Regions from separate parts of the Zea mays genome. Here region 2 is linked to region 1. The links are chromatin contacts, called in public Hi-C maps. All regions are on one chromosome and are shown on one strand. The core of a region is the stretch at or near the end of the contact, and the rest is flanking DNA. Distances in the headings are between cores, read along the strand shown. Region 1 holds the start of LOC100285944 (glutaminyl-tRNA synthetase). Region 2 overlaps LOC100274262.

Region 1 (2,872 bases), core at 244-2,743:
AGAGACTCTTCCTTGGTATCAGAAGAACAGATAAGCCCAATGACGTATCACAAAATTCTAAGAACGATGCGCGACATAGATTATATTAGAAGCACATTGATACAAGCCATGGAAAGGAAATTTACCTACACCACATGCTTCTTCAAATTTGACCACATCTAGAGAATCAGGACCAGTATTAGTAAGAAATGACAGAGCAGCATCTAGCTGTGCGGGGTTCTTTATCTGCAAAGAGAAAATTTTAATGTTCACACCATCAAGGCAATGAGAAGGTGAAACAAGGAAAACACTTTGTCCGCACCAGCAAAATCAACTCGTAGAAGTCAAGAATGGAGAGGGGTAAAGGGTTAAGGATCTACCTTTGTTGACAAGACATAGCTAATAAGGACAGGACGGTGAACAAGTGCATTAGTTGGGTACTTGGTGGCGACCTGTTTCACACATGAGTAAGTTGAGTTACACAAGAAAAAATCGTCAACTTATACCTTTCTCATGTTCCATTGGTCTAGGTGCTTACTGCATACAGAAGATTGCCGACTGACTTGTCGCATTCCTTTATACCAGCCTGTCGGCAGGCAAACAAGACCAGTTAATCTAACGGGAGGAGGCGGTACATTTTGAAGAGATTGTCAGTGCAACAAAATGTTAAAATAGTAATTTGATCACAGCGAGGCTTAAGCTAGGATAAGTCAGTGGATAAGGGAACAGTAAAAAAACTAGATATATAATGTCTGAATTCCTATGTGACTTCTGAGCAAGCATGAAGCCGATATCAGATGTCGCAGTGACGAAATTAAGCGAGCACGGACAAAATGGAGCTGCAATAGAACGTGTGAACTAGGCAGCAGGCTTGCAGAACGAGGAACCAAAATTGCACGCTACGCTACTGTACGATCTAGTAACGGTCGGAGTTGGGAGGAACTAGATTGTGCAGCAGCCAGCACGGATCCTGGCATCGTATACCATTTACAGGGCGCATCAAACACTTGGGCAGATACTCTGCATCCGGAATTACAACGGCAGATTTCTCTACACCATGTGGCACAGGTTAGCATAACCAAAATCAGACCCCCTCTCCAGAACTCCGCACCAACGCTAGACCCGCCGAGACGCGACCAAAATCAGAGACACCCAGTGCGGCGAGACGCGAGCGGACGGCGAGGGCTCACCTCGGCTATGACGGAGGCGAGGTTGGCGGTGACCTTGGCGTTGACGAGCGCGTTCTCGGCGGTGCGCTGGTCGAGGCCGAGCGCCAGCAGCGCCTCGAGCGGCAGCGCCGGGCCCGCCTTGCTCCCGTCTCCCCCGGTGCCCATCCCCTCCGGCGCCGCCGCGGTAGCAGCAGCAGCAGCAGCCTCTCCCGCTCCCTAGGGGCTAGGGTTTAGGATCCCGGCGGGAGGAAGGGCGCAGTGGAGCGGCGGGGAAGAACAGAGTGGAGGAGCTCGTGAAGAGCAGGGTGGTGTGGTGTGGGTGGTTTGGATTGTTGGATTAAACCCAAGTGAAGAGCACCCAGTGATATATATCGAGGCCCACTTGTACAGGGGGGCCGGGTCCATTAGCGCGTGCGGCGTGCCGGCGTGCGTCAGCGTCACGGCGTGCGACGGATTCCGTCGGCTTCCGCTTTCCGTTTACGTTCGTCTTCGAGCAGACGGAAACTTGAGTTCCAAGATACTGCTGCTACGTTTTTTACATACCACGCGGGACGGGAGTAGCTGACCTTTGCTTCACTTGGCTGCCACGGAAATACGGAATCCATCGGCGCGGAACCGGATTCTAGAATCCATCCACCACACCACGTCGCGAGAATCTCTCGCCTCACGTCACGTCCAGAGTGCTACGGAAGCTGAAAGCGACTGATGGAGCCATGATACTGGTTTTGCTGAAGCGAAAACGTGCTTCGCGTCGGCCAAATTCTCTGGCAGGGCCCATGTAACAATGGGCCAGGATTCCGTTACAACGACCAATCTAATTCTATTATGCTTTTTAGTAATTATCTAGTGTCACGAGATAGCAGAGCCAAGGTCGCTGCAGTGGAGGCTGCCATCGCACAACATAGATCATATACCATTTTCGGGTTTTTTTTATCGTGTTTTAGGTTAAATATGAACAGGCGGACGATAAATATTCGAGAACATTAAAAACAGGCATCGGGCAACAAAACTCCGCAGCAAACGCTATTTGTGTTTTGTGTTATATATAATTACTATACTCGATTAGAGTTAGAGAACACCGTTTCTCTCCACGGCATTTCAGTTATAACTAGTTGAGTGCCCGTGCGTTGCGACGGTGTACAATTTATTCGATAATGTTAGTGCACAACAATTACATGGAAACAAACAACATATATATCAACACCAATATCTGACATATGAGGAGTGGACATGTCAGTCAGTAATAGCAAGTGATTGTTCCCCAGAAGAACGTGAATGGTGAGATTAGGAAGAAGGGATATTGGGGAAGTAATCTTCTATTTCTTAATTGCCAAATGTTCGACACAAGAAATAAAATCGGTCATCCAAAATAGTTGCACAAACTGTGGTTCCATGACTCCATTAGATGAATCAGGTGCATATTCAAGAAATAAAATCAAGGAATGTTCAAGAACAATAGCTAACAGTAAATTTCGAATTGCGGACAAACAATGAACTCTGAAACTTCTAAGATAGCATATAGAGAGCAAAATCAAGTCATTAATGATTCGTGCAATGACAACAACATTTCATATCTACAAAATCAAGGTAGAAGTAATCTTAAATCTTTCAGATATGTTGCCATGAATACACAAAACTTGCATGGTGAACTATGCTACTTTAGAGAGAGAGAGTTTTATATTAGTCATACAACACTGATTTGTAAGGTCAAGCCGCCGTTGCAC
Region 2 (2,872 bases), core at 204-2,703, 860 kb before region 1:
TGTGTCTTGTCTTGCAGAAACTTCTTTGCCAGCATTTTGATCTCGACAGACGATTGATTGGATACCTATCCACCTGTAAGTCAGCCAGAGATGACTTTCGCTGTCCTTTTCACTTCATCATCTACGTAACATATGTTGATCAAAATACATCCTGTCACAGGATCTGACACCGATCCCATATGCCTCAAAGGATGGGGACATCTCCCTTTTTTGTCGCTGAACCGGACATCTGTGTGTCAGCAGCAATCACTTCAGGGGGGTATCGTGAGCCTTGTATTATTCGGCGAACTGCTTATTCCCTTTTAATTAAGGCCCAGTAAACTTTGTGGCGGAAAAACACACACACACACACACAACCAATTTCTGTCTAATCTGTCTGATACTGAATTATAGAATTTCACTACCATGCAGAGGTTTCTGTAATGATTTGCCGACTATGTTTTGTCACATTGTGACTGCAGCAGCAGTCAATTCAGACAGCATCCACTTCCACTGAGCCAGGGGTGTCCCGGAATTTGTTCGCCTCCGCTCCTTTTTCTCTTGTGTTAGTGGCCTGCACGGTAGGTCTTCCTGGCTCCCCTCCGTTCCATTTCGTTGTCTGCCAGGCCTGGTGCTTTTCCTAGCTGATTTATGCCTTAAATATGCTTAGTGCTCTCTGATTACCCTAATTAAAAAAACCCCAAAGCATTCGATATGGCCACCACCATTATATCAAGTGGAGGAAAAGTCTGGTTTTGGTGCTATTGTTTAGAAGCCTGATTGCCTAGTAAAAGGAAGGATTGGCGATGTGTTAGAAAATTTAAGAATAATACTACCGTGCAAAAGCTGGGTTAGGTTGGACGTTCAACAGCTGGGCCCCACTTGCTAAGATCATCTGGCTTGGGGGTGGGGGGGGGGGGGGGGGGGGGGGGGGGGGGGGGGGGGGGGGGGGGGGGGGGGGGGGGGGGGGGGGGGGGGGGGGGGGGGGGGGGGGGGGGGGGGGGGGGGGGGGGGGGGGGGGGGGGGGGGGGGGGGGGGGGGGGGGGGGGGGGGGGGGGGGGGGGGGGGGGGGGGGGGGGGGGGGGGGGGGGGGGGGGGGGGGGGGGGGGGGGGGGGGGGGGGGGGGGGGGGGGGGGGGGGGGGGGGGGGGTTGGGGTTGGGGGTGGATTATTGGTTTATTAGAATAGTCTAGAGAACACAAAAGGCGTGCATATCCAGGCCATGACACGTCAGACCCAGGTAGTAAGTGGTTGGTAGTGGGATAGGACAAGCCCTAGCTTTTGTAGCTTTGGCCAGCTTTTCCATTTTCTTATGTTCGGCAAAGCATGGGGGTATCCCTGGCCTCCTCTCGTCACAGGAAAGAAGAACATGGAGGATCTCTTTTGGAGTTTTGATTTGAGAGAAAGCGTGGTCTTGGCAAGCGCCATGTGGAGCAGTGTTGAATAGTGGGTTGGCTTGCAGCTGTCAAGCTGATAGCCTGCAACTTTCCTCCTGAAAGGGTCCGGGCTGGATGCTCGGCCGACCACACGTAGGGTACGCCGTATCCGTATTTCTACTTTCTAGTACCAATACCTCATCATTGCCAAGTACAGCATACTTACTCAGTTGGACCAAAAAAAAAAAGAAAAACAATAAATGGCTGCCAGTTCGTTTTCTGGTTAGATTCAAACATAAATGTCTGGTGCTTTTTTAGTCGACGATTCTGGAGACGACGGCTACAATCATTAGGCTCACTTATTGGTGTGAAAGAAATGTATTTTTTGTGTGTATTAGTTCTCTCTAGAATTTCTTTTTACCAGAATATATTAGTTGAACGCTCACCAAAAAGAAAGAAAAACCTAGATCATGATTCCTCGCAAAGGCATTGCTGTGCCAATGGGTTCCCGGTTAGAATCATAGATGTAACCATGGCCTTAGTGTGCGCCATTGCCACAAAGACTATATAAGGATGTTCCCAATTACTGGAGGGGCCAGGAACTAACCGCCGAAACAAGCACTGAATCATGGGGTGTACAAGAAAGGACCCGCGACCTCATAATGGAATTCGTTTGCATATTCGCGCGCGAGGCCCCGCGAACCGTGCTTGCATTTGATTTGATGTAGTCCTAATAAATATATATCACACGTGTGTGTGTGTGCGCCAGAGCTACTAACGAATAAAAAAAACAGGACATCCGTTTTATAATCTTGTGTGTCGTCTGTGACCCAAGTTCATTAGCTTGTTCGCTGCGGCTTGCTGCGGCTGCAATCCGGCTGCGGCTGCGGCTTCTACAGTATTTTTCTCTCTATAGATTGCAGCTGCAGCAGTCCAAACAGCTGCAACAGTGTCGGCTTGCAGCCAACCGAACACGCCCCATAGTAGCTTCTGACAGGCCAAGGTAAAAATAAAAATTGAATTTCATTCGAGCACTCTTGGTTTTGGAAGAAAAACGAATACAGTTTTAGAACATGCGGCGGCTGATGCTCTGGTTTGAGGCTCAAAACTCAGCAGTCAGCACCATGGAAGCCCTGGTTCAAATCGAGTCCAACCGACGAGCGGTCTACAGTATCTGTCAGTAAAAAAGCAGCAAGGTTGAGCCTGGGCAGTTTTCTTTCCACCAATGCGCGCGGCCGGCGTGGCGACGCGGGGATGTGCGTGCATGACGGATCGCCGCCTTTAATCGCCGATTAAAAAAAAATCCGCTTTCACCGCGGGTCTTCGACCCGATGTTTTTTCTTTCTTGATTTTATAAACCTAGCTTTGGCACCCTGGTTGATGTGCGCGCCTCTCAAAAATCCAAGGTAAAAAGAATGAAAAACCTGCTGCCTTGTCTGCCCTGCACCTGCAGCGCCCTCCAATCTCGAGGAACATCCTCCTGGTCTTCGGTCTTCCCCCCAGACCTCCCTCCGTATC

Evidence for each region. A called contact is a pair of places that touch in the nucleus more often than the background predicts.
Region 2: a contact with region 1 is called in a Hi-C map of tassel, with 2.2 times the contacts expected there. The contact joins the enhancer-like site here to the promoter of LOC100285944 in region 1. A contact is called at or near these places in 2 of 25 Hi-C or Micro-C datasets (ear and tassel).

The regions. Positions count from the first base shown.
Region 1 is chr8:22,400,926-22,403,797 of Zm-B73-REFERENCE-NAM-5.0, reverse strand. LOC100285944 (glutaminyl-tRNA synthetase) reads right to left here and starts at 1,493. Exons shown (of 22, transcript NM_001158833.2): 1 at 1,170-1,493; 2 at 518-565; 3 at 360-431; 4 at 126-225. The coding sequence starts at 1,313. It overlaps LOC100856985, which reads right to left. Exons shown (of 9, transcript XM_035961636.1): 9 at 2,668-2,872.
Region 2 is chr8:23,260,077-23,262,948 of Zm-B73-REFERENCE-NAM-5.0, reverse strand. It overlaps LOC100274262, which reads left to right. Exons shown (of 11, transcript NM_001148626.1): 10 at 18-75; 11 at 161-512. The coding sequence ends at 162. Among protein-coding and RNA genes, the nearest start is that of LOC103634943, 3.5 kb to the right of the region's middle. Within about 2 kb of position 1,453, at least 17 of the 20 cell types and tissues checked have an H3K27ac peak or open chromatin away from gene starts, as enhancers often do. A contact at or near this core is called in ear and tassel, where this site is marked.